2 separate regions of the Sus scrofa genome follow, and region 2 is linked to region 1. A link is a contact called in public promoter capture Hi-C data. All regions are on one chromosome and are shown on one strand. The core of a region is the stretch at or near the end of the contact, and the rest is flanking DNA. Distances in the headings are between cores, read along the strand shown.

Region 1 (7,313 bases), core at 2,162-4,661:
CATCTGACATCATTCTTGGAATGCTGAAGTCTTCTTACATCTGATTCTGATTTCCTCTCCATCAAAGAATTTATGATAATTATAATTAAATAATACAACTGTACAATTAAAAAAATTTTTTTACCTCCTGAAACAGAAACAAACAAAATATAATCATTCACCGTGGTAAGGGACAGCTGTTTAAGTTGGAGAAAACTGGATGGTCCTAGTTTTCTCTTGGGTTTGATTTGAAAGCATTCCCTTCCTCCCTTCCTCCCTTCCTTCTTTCTCTTTCTTCCTTGCTTGCTTGCCAGCCACACCCTCGGCATATGAAGGTTTCCAGGGTAGGGGTCTAATTGGAGCTGAAGCTGAGACCTACACCATAGCTTGTGGCAACACCAGATCCTTAATCCACTGATCCAGGCCATGGATTGAACCTGCATCCTCATGGATACTAGTTGGGTTTGTAACCCGCTGAGCCACACTGGGAGCTTCTGTCAATAAATCATCAATAAGATAAAGTGAGAAACAGTGCTAAAGTTTGCTTGCAATTTTATATTCTTTCTGGATAAAGCCTTTGCTTGTCAAGAAAAGTCACAGAAAAACAAAAACAAAAACAAAAAACAACCAAAAAGGGAGATCCTGTGTGGTGCAGCAGGTTAAGGATCTGGCATTGTCAACTGCAGGGTGGGACTACTGTATGCACACTCAGGTATAAAGAATGACTGGCCAACAGGGACCTGCTGTACAGCACAGGGAACTCTACCCAATGTTCTCTGATCATCTATGTGAAAGAAGAATCTGAATGAGAATGGATGTGTGTACATGTATAACTGAATCACACTGTCATACAGCAGAAATGATCACAACCTTCTAAATCAACTATACTTCAATAAAACTTAAAAAAAAAAAAGGGTCTGGCATTGTCACTGTAGCAGCTTGGATTGCTGCTGTGGCTCGGGTTCAGTCCCTGGCCCAGGAACTTCCACATGCTGTGGGCGCGGCCCAAATAAAACAAAAGAAAAGTCAGGTCTTACCTTGACATCGTGCATGGCCGTGGTGCCTCCTTCATTTTTCACCATTTGGTGAAGGCTGGTGTGATGTTCCGCAGCCCCGGGCGGGGGCAGAGAGTGCATCCACATAGATGGCCTGGAGGAGTGCTTCTGCAGGCACTCCTGGTTGTCTTGGGAAAGCCTGGGCATGTTTTTACAAGAAAGGCTCCAAATGAGTCCAGAGGCCTGATTTTAACACCAGTCCCGGGTCCACTCTGTTTCTCTACCTTTGGCCGGTGCTGGGTCCTTGATCAGATCAGTGCTTCCTGCAGTTACACCAGTCAAAGCAAAAGGATTATCTGTGCTGTGGATGGGCAGTTTATCCACAGACCCTTAGTGCTCTCATCCAGAAAGAGCCTTTGACTCAGAGTGTCCAGGTTTGTTATGACTGCCCTCTACAGGTAGCAACGTAGTCCTCATTTAAATTTAATCCTAAATCAAAATGATGGAGAAATGATTAGAAATGATTCAAGTGATACACTGTGTAGTGTATAATGATGAAGAAAATCGGCTTTGTGGCAGAATTCTGCACTCACAGTGTGTGATGCTTGACAACCTTGGGCTCCACACCCTCTTGCCTGGGAGGCCCTCTGCCTGTTTCCCGACATGCCTGTCTTATTTGGGATTAGTGCCCGTGTTGGCCTTAAATGCCCCCATCTCCTGTGATGGGCAGTCTTGGCTTCCTCTTCTAGGTCCCCAAAGTAGTCGAAGATGCACCTGTTATTTCACTTGCCGAAGTTATCTGACTATAACTATGCTTCTGAGCTTGACTCTGAGCAAGTCCAAAGAAACCATGAAACAAGTGGGGTGCCTGGCAATCCTGGGACACTCAATAAACGTGCCCTGCATTTTGCACCTGCCCACAGGGGCTCGAGTCTCTCTCTGTTGTCAGTGATGTTTGCTCATACTTTGTGCTGGTGCTGTGACTGAGCGGCTTCATTTGCACTGTGTACTCATCTGCTCCGGCTGCCAGAACAAAATACCGTGGATTGGGTTGCTGAACAAGAAATTTATTTTCTCACAGTTCTGGTGTCTAGAAATCTGAGTGCTGCATGGTGGGGCCCTGAGGAGAGCCCTCTTCCTGGCTTGCACACCTGCCTTCCTGCTGTGTCCTTGTGTGGCCTGTGCGTGTCCAGGGAGAGTGCTGTCCCTGGGGTCTCTTCTTTTTCTTTCTCTTTTTACAGCCACACCTGCAGCATACGGAAGTTCCTGGCATAGGAGACGAATCTGAGATGCCTGCCTACGCCACAGCGGCAGCAACGCCAGATCAAGCCTCATCTGTGATCTATGCCACAGCTTTCGGCAACACAGAATCGAGGCCAGGGATTGAATCTGCATCCTCAAAGACACTATGTGGGGTTCTTTAACCTACTGAGCCACAACAGGAACTCCACCTTCATTTATTTTTTTGGCCTTTTTCATGGCATATAGAAGTTCCCAGGCCAGGGATTGAGCCCAAGTCACAGCAGTGACCGGAGCAGTGACAATGCAGGATCTCTAACCCACTGTGCCACAAGGGAACTCCTTAATTTCATCCTCTGGAGTGCAAGTGCATTTGCAGGAACTGACTCTAGGTTCCAAGGGCTACCCAGCCATCAGAGCCACTAACAGTCTCCTTAGTTGCTAACAATCCCCACTTTCTCTCGTGTTACTAACAATTCTCAAACACGAGAGACAGACCAGAAATTGGTAGGAGTGTCTGTCTCTGTCACCACCAGGGTGAAATTTCTTTTGCCTCCCTGTGAAACTCCGTGGCTATGATGTCAGGTTCCTGGATGGGTTTCGCTGCTTTTCTCATTGTTTAGCCTGTTTCTGCTTCTCCGAACTCACACCCCTTGATGGACTGCTGATGGCTACAGACACATATTTAAGACCCTGGAGAGACAGAATATAAGGAACATCTATGCATCCATGACTCAGATTTTAAAAGGTTAACATGTGCAATATTAGGGGGAGTTCTTGCAAAATTTTTACTTTAGAACAGGAACATGAGATATTATTAGGACCTCTTTGTATTTCTACTCCACCACTCACCTTAAATTAGTGGGGTGTCTTTATCTCTCTATATGTGATGTGCAGAATATTAGTCCCTCCAAGAGGCCCATGTCCTGTGAATATCGTAACTGACAGGGTGCAAACGGACTAAGGTTGCCCATGTGATTGAGGTGAAGGAGCTGGAGACCGGGAGCGCGGCTGAGAGTCTCCAGCAGCGGCCGCCGTGCCCCCTGCTCATTGCGGACCCACCGTCGTGAGCGCAGGCGCAGGGCGCTCCGCGGACTGTTTTGGCCCCTCCCGGCTTCCGCCTTCCGGGCGGTCACGTGTCTTGGCTCACGTGACCGGCGCTCCTGTCATTCCACAGCGGCCGCTCCGGCTTTCTCCTGCGTGAGCCGCCCTCGACATCTCCTCCGTTCCGAAACAGGCTCGCTCTCTGGCGCCGCGTCCTCGCCGCCGCCCCGGCCTCCCAACCGGGCAGGAGACCCGACTCAGCTCTGCCTCGGCGCTCCAGCGCGGCGGGGCCCCGCTGTCCGGACTGCCGTATCTCCCCGCCGCCTTGGGTGCGTTGGAGGAGGGCCCGGCGGGTTCGCGGGGTGAGGCCGCACTTGGGTCGTTCCTGCCCGGGCCCCTGCCCGGACCCCGGCCCCGGCCCCGGCCCCAGCCAGGCGACCCCGCGGTTTCTCCGCTTCCCTGGCGCGTGCTTGATTCTCGCCGTCCAGGGTCCTCCTGACCCCACTCCGGCCCCGGGTCCCCAGATTTCTTTCCTTCCGGGCCGCAGAGGGGTTTGCGAAACTGCCGTGCCTTCCCCGCAGGGAAGGGCAGGGGAGGGAGGGTGGACGCGTAAAAAGTGTGCTTTTCCAGGACTGCGCCACGGCCCTGGCCGTTGGGGCTCGAGTTGTTCAGGGACCTAGGTGACGACCCGAGGTCCTTTCAGCTGCTGCAGGAGGGGCCGCTGGGGCTGTCCGCTTGATTCCAGGTTCCAGCTTGGCCCGGTCGGAGTCTGTTGCTACCTGGGCCCAGCCAGTCCGCATTGCCCTTGTTTGATTAGACAACAAATCCTCAGATGTGGCGATTACGTTCCAAACAGACTAAGGTCATTGGTATCCTGGAATAGAATCAGAGATGTGGTTTTAGCTTCTTTGTGGTCATAACTATGACCTTATTGTAGTTTGTAAACCGTATCCTGTATTTTTTGTCGTGATGAAACCAGGCTTAAGCTTTTGTCTTTAAGTTTAGGAGTGAGAATTACTTAAAGTCTATCACGATAGGTTCATTATCATCCGACCAGACTCTCATTGTTGGCTGAGTCTAAATTATAATCTCTGTTTGTTCCAAAACATTCTCTCAGTAATTAATTTTGAAAACACCATGAATTTTGATTGAAAAAAGAAAGCTCCGTCCTGTAAGATATTACATTTCCACTTGGAATATTTTAATTTGAATGAATAATGTTAGAAAGGACGTGTAGGTTTTTCATATGTCACTTTAAAACACTGCTTGGCAAATGTAGATAAAATAATTGGTCCTAGCTGTGCTGTACAGGTTCTTATTTTTTCTCTGTCAGAAGAGGAAAGTTGATCTCAATTGTATATATCTAAAATATTTTTCCTATTTTGTATGCCTCTTCTATTTAAGCATGATTTGTGGTGTCGACACCTTAATTAGTTACTTTAAAAATCTTGCTGCAGTATTAGTGCCAATAATTAAAAACCCTTTCCTGGAAAAGTGAAAACTTATAGAGAACACTTTATGGAGCAGGGCATACATAAGTGGGCAAGATTTGAGATCTGATGCTATTAGTATTTAATATTTAGGGTATTTAATATTTGAGTTGAATGCCTGGACAGGTTGATAATGATAATAGTAATAGTTGTTGTTAAAACAATAACACTTGGTATTCTGGTTTACCTTGCATCATAATTGAAGATCTGTAGAAAAGCATTCAAGACCATAACATTTAGATGACCAAAATGGATATCCGGGGTGCCGTGGATGCTGCCGTTCCAACCAACATCATTGCCGCCAAGGCTGCGGAGGTTCGGGCAAACAAAGTGAACTGGCAGTCCTACCTTCAGTGAGTACCCGTTTGCTGTGAATCATGGGTGATCATGTGCCTTTGCATCAGACTGTTTCATGGTCATGCTTCCATGAGAGAAATACTGGAAAAATACTAATAATTGTGGAAGAAAACACTTCCTCCTGAGAATAATTAGCTGTTCTAAGGAAAACTGCGTAGTGCGGTGGAAGCAGCTTGGGGCTCTGGTGGGGAGGTGACGCTGCTCACAGTACTTTTGACCTTCTCTGTCTGGAAGGTTGTACTTTCTGGAAAGTTGGAGGAGTGGGAAACGCAGGAAGAGTGTTCATGCACTATGGAGGGGGGAGGGGGTGGTGCTAGAGGCTGCCTGACCCGGTTAGGGTGCCTTGGCCATCAGTGTGGGCACAGTTGGTGTTGCAGAAGGGCTCAGACAACCAGGAAAGAGTGTGGCTGTTTGAGTTTCAAGACCTGGGTTTGAATTCTGGTTCTCCTAGTCTGCTGATCTTAGCAAATCCCTTAACTTCTCTGAGGTTCATTAAAGTAAATGTAAAATGGTTATACATATCCCACAGGGTCCTTGCTGAAATTGTGTATTTAAAGCATTAGCACAGTTGATTAAAAGCGCTAGTATGTTGGGAGTTCCCATTGTGGCTCAGTGGCTTAAGAACCGGACTAGTATCCGTGAGGATACGGTTCAATCCCTGGCCTCGCTCGGTGGGTTAAGGATCTGGTGTTACCACAGGCTGTGGTGTAGGTTGCAGATGTGGCTCAGATCCAGTATTGGCATGGCTGTGGTGTAGGCCAACCCTGCAGCTCTGATTTGAACCCAAGCCCGGGAAGTTCCATTATACTGCAGGTGCGGCTGTAAAAAGAAAAAAAAAAGCAGTAGTATGTTGAATACCCTCTCAATAAATTTTAGTTCTTTCTCCCTCCTTGTGTGTATGAAGATTTAGCCTGTAGGTGTTCTGTGTTTATCTGTAAAGCGAGTGTTCATTTACTCTTGACCACACTTGGCTGTGTTGACTTGACTTCAGGTCTGTTTATAACATGACGTGTATATAACATGTATGTTTATAACATGTATGTTTATAACAGTTATTTGGAAATTCAGGTAGGATTTGCATACATATTTTGAAAAACAAATTGAGGTATCTTTAGTTTGCAGTTTGCTTTGACCTAGGAGGGATCTGCAGTGTACAAAAATGATGCCATTTATTGCGGTTAACTGTGTTACTCATCAGACATTTAATGACCACTTGCCAAGTCTGAGGCGTTTCCCCAGCCTTCGAGGCTACAGAAAGATAACTCAATCTAGTAGGGAAGTCAGGTATATAAACACATCATTTGAAGCCCAGTGGACCATGTATGTAGGTCCATTTCTGGGCCCGAGGAGCAGTTTTAAAATGACTGTTGTAGGAATTGGAAATGACTGATGTTTCTGTGTGGGAGTTCGATCAGATTTGCCTCATTGTTCTTCCCTCAGTGTAGAGGGCAGACATGTGGATAATAAGCCTAGAGCTGGGACAATTACAGCCACATTCAGGTGGCCGGAATAGGTAGAACTGGAGAAGTTTGAGAAAGTCTTAGTGATTGATTTGATGTGTGGTGACTTTCAGTTCCCAGATTAAGGGTCTGGATTGTGGTGAGCCCCCAGATGCAAGGGCAGGAGGAAGAGGGACTTTTTGATGTCTTTTCTGGTTGTCTCTATCTGTGTAATTGCTTAAATCCCCTGCAAAATTAGGATTTTGAGCTCTGTTTCCTAATTTTAGTCCACAGTGAATTTAGATTGGAAGACAAGGAGTTTCATGGCTATAAGCCTCACTGTTTATAACCTAAATGGGATAATTTTGAAATTGGTCACAATGTGCCAGCTGATCGGCAGGCATTCCCCAGCACTGGCGTTTGGAACACTTGTAGTTACATGGAGATTTTTCATTGCTTTCTCTTCTCTTCCTCCTGTTCCCAGGCCCCCACACTACTTAAGTCATGGTTTCCCTTTTTTGTCTATTTCTGCCCTTTGTGCTGTTGTCCAGCTCATGGGTTTCTTTTATAAAACCCGTCTACTCTGTGTGTGTCTACATACAGATGTTCACCACCTGTTAGTGGTGCACCTGTTGCTGAGCAGGTGGTTGTGGGGATGTGGGTGGGTGTGAGATGAGCCCCTCCCCACAAAGAGCTCACAGGTTGTTGGGGGCTGGACGGGACCGTGAGTCCTCAGTGGATCTGATGGCACATCGTGTTCTGAGAGGGTA
Region 2 (7,313 bases), core at 1,477-3,976, 170 kb before region 1:
CCTGAATAGACATTTCTCCAAAGAAGATATACAGATGGCCAACAAACACATGAAAAAATGCTCAACATCACTGATTATAAGAGAAATGCAAATCAAAACTACCTTGAGATACCACCTCACACCAGTCAGAATGGCCATCATCAATAAATCCACAAATAGCAAGTGCTGGAGGAGCTGTGGAGAAAAGGGAACCCTCCTGCACTGTTGGTGGGAATGTAAACTGGTACAGCCACTATGGAGAACAGTTTGGAGATACCTTTGAAATCTATACATAGAACTTCCATATGACCCCACAATCCCACTCTTGGGCATCTATCCAGACAAAACTCTACTTAAAAGAGACACGTGCACCCACATGTTCATTGCAGCACTATTCACAATAGCCAGGACATGGAAACAACCCAAATGTCCATCGACAGAGGATTGGATTCGGAAGATGTGGTATATATACACAATGGAATACTACTCAGCCATAAAAAAGGATGAAAATGCCATTTGCAGCAACATGGATGGAACTAGAGAATCTCATACTGAGTGAAATGAGTCAGAGAGACAAAGACAAATACCACATGATATCACTTATAACTGGAATCTAATATCCAGCACAAATGAACATCTCAGAAAAGAAAATCATGGACTTGGAGAAGAGACTTGTGGTTGCCTGATGGGAGGGGGAGGGAGTGGGAGGGATCGGGAACTTGGGCTTATCAGACACAACTTAGAATAGATTTACAAAGAGATCCTGCTGAATAGCATTGAGAACTATGTCTAGATACTCATGTTGCAACAGAAGAAAGGGTGGGGGAAAAACTGTAATTGTAATGTATACATGTAAGGATAACCTGACCCCCTTGCTGTACAGTGGGAAAATTAAAAAAAAAAAAAAAAAGAAAAGAAAATTCGAACTTTTAATCTGGTTTAACAAACAAAATGAAAAAGTCTAGAAAGTGAGTGACTGGGAATGGCTCATGGAACAGAGTGTCACCCTGACTAGGGGTCTCTCCTCTCCCCTCTGCTGTGCAGTCCCTCTGGCCTCGCCCTCCAGCTGGTCCCCTCCCGCCCAATAGCTCAGGCCATTACACATGCATACGCAGTGGAAGCTCAGGACCCAGTGTCCCCATTTGTCTTTCCTTATTTTCACGGGCAGAAAGTCATCCTGGGACCCCACCACCCCGTGTCTCACTTCTCAGAATTATGTCACCGGCAAGACAAATAATATTAACCTGGTGTTTGGACAAGTCAAGATGCAATGTCCTAGGCTGGAGAGGGAGCCCTGGACACTAAGCACTGAAGCAAAATCTGGGTTCTGTCATCGAGGGAGGAGTGGGGGAGGCGGACAGTGTCGGGTGGATGATCAACGAGGCGGGTGTGGGGGCAGGATGGGGGTGGTCGTAGAAACACAGGGACTCCGATGCTGTTCCCACAGACCTTCAGACAGACCCAGCCCGGACAGCAAGGTAGCTGTGGGGCTCCCACTGCTTCACAGCAGAAAGAAAACCACCATGTCCCCGGAAGCCCTTGGGTTGGTGAAGCCGCTGCTCCCGCAGCCCCCACCTGTGCAGAGGCACCCCATGTGCCACCTCCTTCACATCTTACCTCGGTCCTGCCAAGGGGATCTCTTGCCTGCATTTGTGCAAATTAAAGAAAACAAAACCAAAAGTTTTGCTTCCAGGAGGAAAGGTCACTTGCCAGAGTCACTGAGCTAAGCGGTGACAGCATGGGAGCCAGGGTCTGTCTCCACTGGGTGATGGGGTTCAGGGCTGCCTCTGCATGGGGAGGCTGAGGGTTGGGGTGGGGGAGTCTGAGGGTTGGGGTGGGGGAGTCTGGGAGGCCTGGGGGTGGTGAGGGAGACCCCGAAGCCTGAGGGAGTGGCGGGGGAGCCCAGGAGCCCTGGGGGGGTGTGCGGGATTTTTTGCAGACCACTGGGAATCGGAGCTCGAGTGAGGGGGGCTTCCTCCCCTTTCTGCCCAGGAAAGGTGGACGCTCCACACTGCTGATCACAGAGGGAGAAAGAGAGAGGACTTGTAAAACTGTCAGATAGACACGCCGAGAATGAGATTCCTTCCTAACACTTCTCTTTAGGAAGTTGGGAATCTGCTCTGCAGCCACCCCAGTGGCGAGTGACACAGCATGTGCTGCCCTGCACCACGGGGGCAGGGTCCCCTCCTCGGGGTTTCATCTGACATCAGTGATGAAACAGCCCAACCATCGGTGTCCGGGGAACTTTCCATGACCAGGGAATCATTCTGAGTCTGCCGGCCTCACACAGCAACTGCAAAGCCGCATGGAGCTGGTCACCAAGGAACTGCCTCTGTCACCTTAACTGCTTTTAGTTTAAAGTTAAAGATCCACCTAAGGCTCTCAGGACCGTAGTGAGCGTTGCAGGTGTGGGTGCCAAGCGTGGCAGGTTCTCTGCTCTAGTAAGCCTGGCTCCTCTGCGTGGTAACCCATTGCAACAGAGGTCCTTCCTGGATTCCTCGAGTTAATCATCAACCCGGTCTCAAGGCTGGAAATTAAATTCTGTTGCAGAATCTTCTTGAGTATGAATTTGATAAGGGCAAAGGCCCAAAAAGAGTGGAAAGGAACTTTCTCTTAGGTCAGTCGGTCTGAATCTGTTGGGCAATGACAGCAAATATCTAGCCCACCACTTGAGTGAGGTTGTCCCCACGGGTGGTGGGGAAGGACAGCTATGGCCCTGCCCCCAGTGACTAGGTTTTCTCAGGCAACTGTCGGCATGAACAGGTTTAGAAGCTCATTTTTCCACCCACAACCTAGTCACCGAGGGCTGGGCCAGAACTATCCTTCCCTCTTTGAGAGAGAAAACAGAATCAGAGTCTCTCTGGTGATTCACTCTGGTGACCACGGTTTCTGGAAAGTTCTAGGCTCCAAGCAGAAATCGTTATCTCAGACTCTTCCCCACTTGTCAACCCTGGTCAGGCCCGTCGAGGGGATGTGGGGGGGAGCAGGAAGGGAAGGGTTTGCATCCGTGAAATCCCAGGCTTCAACGGAAAAGGGGGCCAGGTGGATTCAGGGCTAGAAAACCTTCGCCACCTTGGGAGGGTGAGAGCAGAGCTCCCTACTGATTGAACAACGTTTTGTCCTGCAGTAGGAAGGGGTCACCATCTCAGGCTCTGGAGGGCCATGGATACTGTTTCTTTATCTGGCTCTCTGCCCTCGAAGGGATCTTGGAAACGGTTGAGAAAACTGGCCAATGACAACATCCACACTTCCAGCCGGCCGCGACCTCCGGGAGCCTCCTGTCACTGGGCTGTGGGAAGCCCTGGGCCTCTGGGCCAGCACTTGGCTATCGGCGCAGCTTGTCTTCGGACAGGTCCCTTCCTTCCTGGACTGATAGACGGGGAGGTTAGCCCGACAGGTGACCCTCCACCGCCACCCGGATTTGGTCCGAAACGACATTTCATCATTATTATTAATAGCTGGGAGTGCTGGCGCTTCCTGCAGAACATGATAAGAACCACTCAGAATCCGAAGGAAACCAAGTCATGACTCAGCACTTTTCCCTCCGTGGCTGCAGCCCGTGAACGTTTCCTCTGGGGCCCTAGGAGAGTGGTGGGATCTGGGACGCCTGCTCGGGGTCTGCGGGATGAGGGCGGAAAGCCCCGGAAACTCAGAAAAGGAGTAGCCAGTCCGTGTGTCAGGCCGCCGTCCAGCCTCCGGGCAGACCCGCCTCTTAACTTAAAAGACACCAGCTTCTCATCCCGAGTTCCGGTTGGTTGCCAAAGGGAAGAGACCTAACATACTTAGAATTACGTTCAAGATCTTTACATCAGTATGTATATTAGCAGATAAGCCTCGCGATTTTCCTGTGAGATAAGAAACAGTAACTAATTTCAGAGATGGGAGAGCTGAGGTTCAGAGAGGGTGACGGGCCCAAGATCACACAGCTAATGGCAGAGGAGCCACGCCCTGGCCCGCCCATCTCTGGCACCAAGCTGCCCCTCTGGCAGCAGGATCAGAATGGAAGCAGGATCCCCACTGACCAAACTGTGTCCTCCGAGGTTCCATGGGAGCTCACCCCCTGTGACTGTATCAGGAGATGGTCTTTTAGGACGTATTTAAGGTTCCATGAGGTCATGATGGTGTGGACTGAAGTACTTCTTTTTTTTTTTTAGGGTCACACCCGTGGCATATGGAGGTTCCCAGGCTAGGGGTCAGATGGGAGCTGGAGCTGCCAGCCTACATCACAGCCACAGCCACAGCAACATGGGATCCCAGCCACCTCTGTGACCTACACCACAGCTCACGGTAATGCTGGATCCTTGACCCACTAGCGAGGCCGGGTATCAAACCCACGTCCTCATGGATGCTAGGCAGATTTGTTTCCACTTGGCTGCGATGGGAATTCCAGACTGAAGTTATTAAGCAGAGGCAGAGACCACTGAGATGTCTCTCCTTCCACACCCAAGAAGCCATGTGGACATAGAGACAAGACAGTTTTCTCAAGCCAGGAAGAGTCCAGCACTCCGGGCATCTTGGTGACAACCTCCAGCCTGAGAACCACGAGAACAGACATGGCTCCTGTGACACTGTTCAGGCCACCAGGCTTTGCTGTGGCAGCACCTGCGGATGCAGACACCAGCTTGGGGCTTTCAAGACTCTTCAAAAGTCACCATGTAACACATAAGATCATCAGCCCTAAACTCACCCCCACGTCACCTCCCTATCACCGACCCCCCTCTCCTGCAGGGCCCCCGTGAGGGGGGTAAGGCACCAAAAAACAGTAATGAAGATACACAACACTTTATTCAAATACTTTTTAGATAAAAATTAATACCCAAACATCCATGGGGCTTTGGCTACCGCCCACAGGCAGCATGGTTAAGAGCTGTCTGCCCCTGGCTTCTCTCTCTCTTTTTTTTGCCGCGTCTGCAGCATGCAGAAATTCCTTGGCCAGGGATTGAACCCACGCCACGGCAGCAACCCGAGCCACGGCAGTGACATTGGCAGATCCTTAACCAATAGGCCACCAGGAAACTCCCTGTCCGTGGTTTTTCCATGTAAGTGGAACCCCTGTGCATGAACCCCAGACTCCATTCTTGAGATAAAGGAGCTACCCTTTTCCCCATGACAGATTATTACTATTCAGCTGTTACTAACAGTCATCGGACCTGGGCTGAATGCTGGCCTTGGCGCAGACTCCGTCCCGGGTACAGAGGGGCCAGTAATGAACACGGGAGGGACGCTGTCACCAGCAGAGTCTGCAGGGGACAGAAGCCAGTGGGGGCAGTACAAGCCCGAGGGGATTGGCCACAAGCAGATGCATGCAGAGGGGAGGCACCTAAGCCTGACTGAGGGCATCAGGAAGGCGACACCTCAGCTTACCAAACAGCGGGGGCAGGGCGCCAGGCACAGGAGACACGCGAGTCCAGAGCGGCTGTGGTTTCTGAGCATTTAGAGCAGCTGGCCCAGCACAGTCGCCACAGCGCTGAGCGCTTGGAACACCCTGTAGGATAGGGTGTTCCAACACTCCCATCCAACCCCCGACGAATTCTGTCGGTTCCATCTCCAATACATAGTCCAGCTACCTAGTGACAAGCGCACTCCGCCCCGAGGCTGAGCCCCTAAAGGCCCACCTGGCCTCCTTTGTCCTCCTCAGACATTTCTCAGGGCTGGTGCCAGAGTCAATCCCTTAAGTCATAAATCTGATCACATCTAAACCTTCCAGCAGCTTCTCACTGTTACTCAGAGTAAAGCATAGAAGTCACTACTTGTGCTTGTGTGATCTGCAGGAACTCAGGAGAATTATTTCCACACAATATTTCTGCAGCATCTAGGTTTGGGGTTTTTTTGTTTGTTTGTTTGTTTTTTGTCCTTTTGGGGCCACACCGGTGGCATATGGAAGTTCCCAGGCTAGGGGTGGAATTGGAGCTGTAGCCACAGCTCACAGCAATGCCGGATTCTTAACCCACTGAATGAGGTCAGGGATAGAACCTGCGTCCTCATGGATGCTAGTCAGATTCATTTCTGTTGAGCCACGACGGGAACTCCAGGCATCTGGGTTTCTAGTAGACTTCCCTACAAACATAAATACACCTCTCTGTCATATCCTCCAATTTATCTGACCTGCAGAGGCTGGAACCAACCCTGTATCAGTCTCCCGTGGCACTGCGTTATGGCCAATGCCTACAAGACTTGGAGCAGCAGGGCGAGGCCAGCATGCAGGGCAGGACAGACCCCAACCAGCCTCCCATGTCCTGAGCCCAGCCAGCTGAACAAATCCCACAAAACACCAGGGAAATCCAAGTGGATTTCGCCTTAACTTTCTATATCGATCCTTTTTTTTTTTTTTTTTTTTTTTTTTTTTGTCTTTTTAGGGCTGTACCTGCAGCATATGGAGGTTCCCAGGCTACAGGCTGAATCAGAGCTGTAGCTGCCAGCCTACACCACAGCCACAGCAACAGGATCCAAGCCATGTCTGCGACTTACACCACGGCTCACGGCAACATTGGATCCTTAACCCACTGAGAGAGGCCAGGGATCGAACCCGTGTCCTCGTGGATACTAGTTGGGTTGGTTAACCCCTGAGCCATGATGGGAACTCCTCTGTATTACCCTTTTAAAGTGTCCCGAGGCATTAACCCAGGCCCAGGAGGAGGTCTGGGCCCTCTACCAGCTGTAACAACGCTGCCCAGTGGGTTCAGACTGACCTGACAGGCCTTCAGAGATGAGGTCATGGCACTGACCACTTCAGCCAAAAACGGGGCCAGATTCCTCACCGCCTTTTCCAACTAGATGTTCCCCATCACAGGAGACATTGCCCACAGAGAGGGACAGAGAAATGACAAGGCGGGAGGGCTCCACAGGCCTCCAGGGGCTGTGTGACCCCCTGGAGGAATTTCCTTAAGTGCTTTCGGTCTCATAGGACCACCCAGGGGTCAAGTCCCTGTGTCTTCACGAGATAGGCGATTAACCCTTGGCGCCAGACTAGACAAGTGTACGCAGTGGAAGATGAGACCTCTCACACTGGGCAGTGCCAGCAGTGTGGCATCCCGGCCCGCTGCTAGGCCTGTGGGACCCAGTCCAGTCTGAAACACCGAGTCTCGGTCCTGGTTTGTAGAATAATAGCCTGAAGGGCAGCCCCTCCTTCTTGTACCATGCGGGTGGCACAATGACAATGATGATAGAGCCAGCGGGAGACTTGCCAGGCCCCTCTGCTGCTTCCGGTGGATTTCACAGTGAGGGGAGGGGATCAGCCATGGGGAGGATGGCAGACCAGCCTCTCAACTTGAGTCACTCCCAGCTGTGTAAAGAAGCTGCCCCAGGGAGTTCCCGTTGTGGCTCAGCGGGTTAAG

The links. Promoter capture Hi-C pulls out the DNA fragments that hold promoters and counts their contacts.
Region 2: a contact with region 1 is called in a promoter capture Hi-C map of liver, with 3 times the contacts expected there. The contact joins the enhancer-like site here to the promoter of ATP6V1H in region 1.

What each region holds. Positions count from the first base shown.
Region 1 is chr4:77,208,154-77,215,466 of Sscrofa11.1, forward strand. It overlaps ATP6V1H (ATPase H+ transporting V1 subunit H), which reads left to right and starts at 3,412. Exons shown (of 14, transcript NM_214240.1): 1 at 3,412-3,586; 2 at 4,953-5,100. The coding sequence starts at 4,988.
Region 2 is chr4:77,037,650-77,044,962 of Sscrofa11.1, forward strand. No RefSeq gene overlaps it. Among named protein-coding and RNA genes, the nearest start is that of MRPL15, 35 kb to the right of the region's middle. Within about 2 kb of position 2,727, at least 11 of the 83 cell types and tissues checked have an H3K27ac peak or open chromatin away from gene starts, as enhancers often do. A contact at or near this core is called in liver, where this site is marked.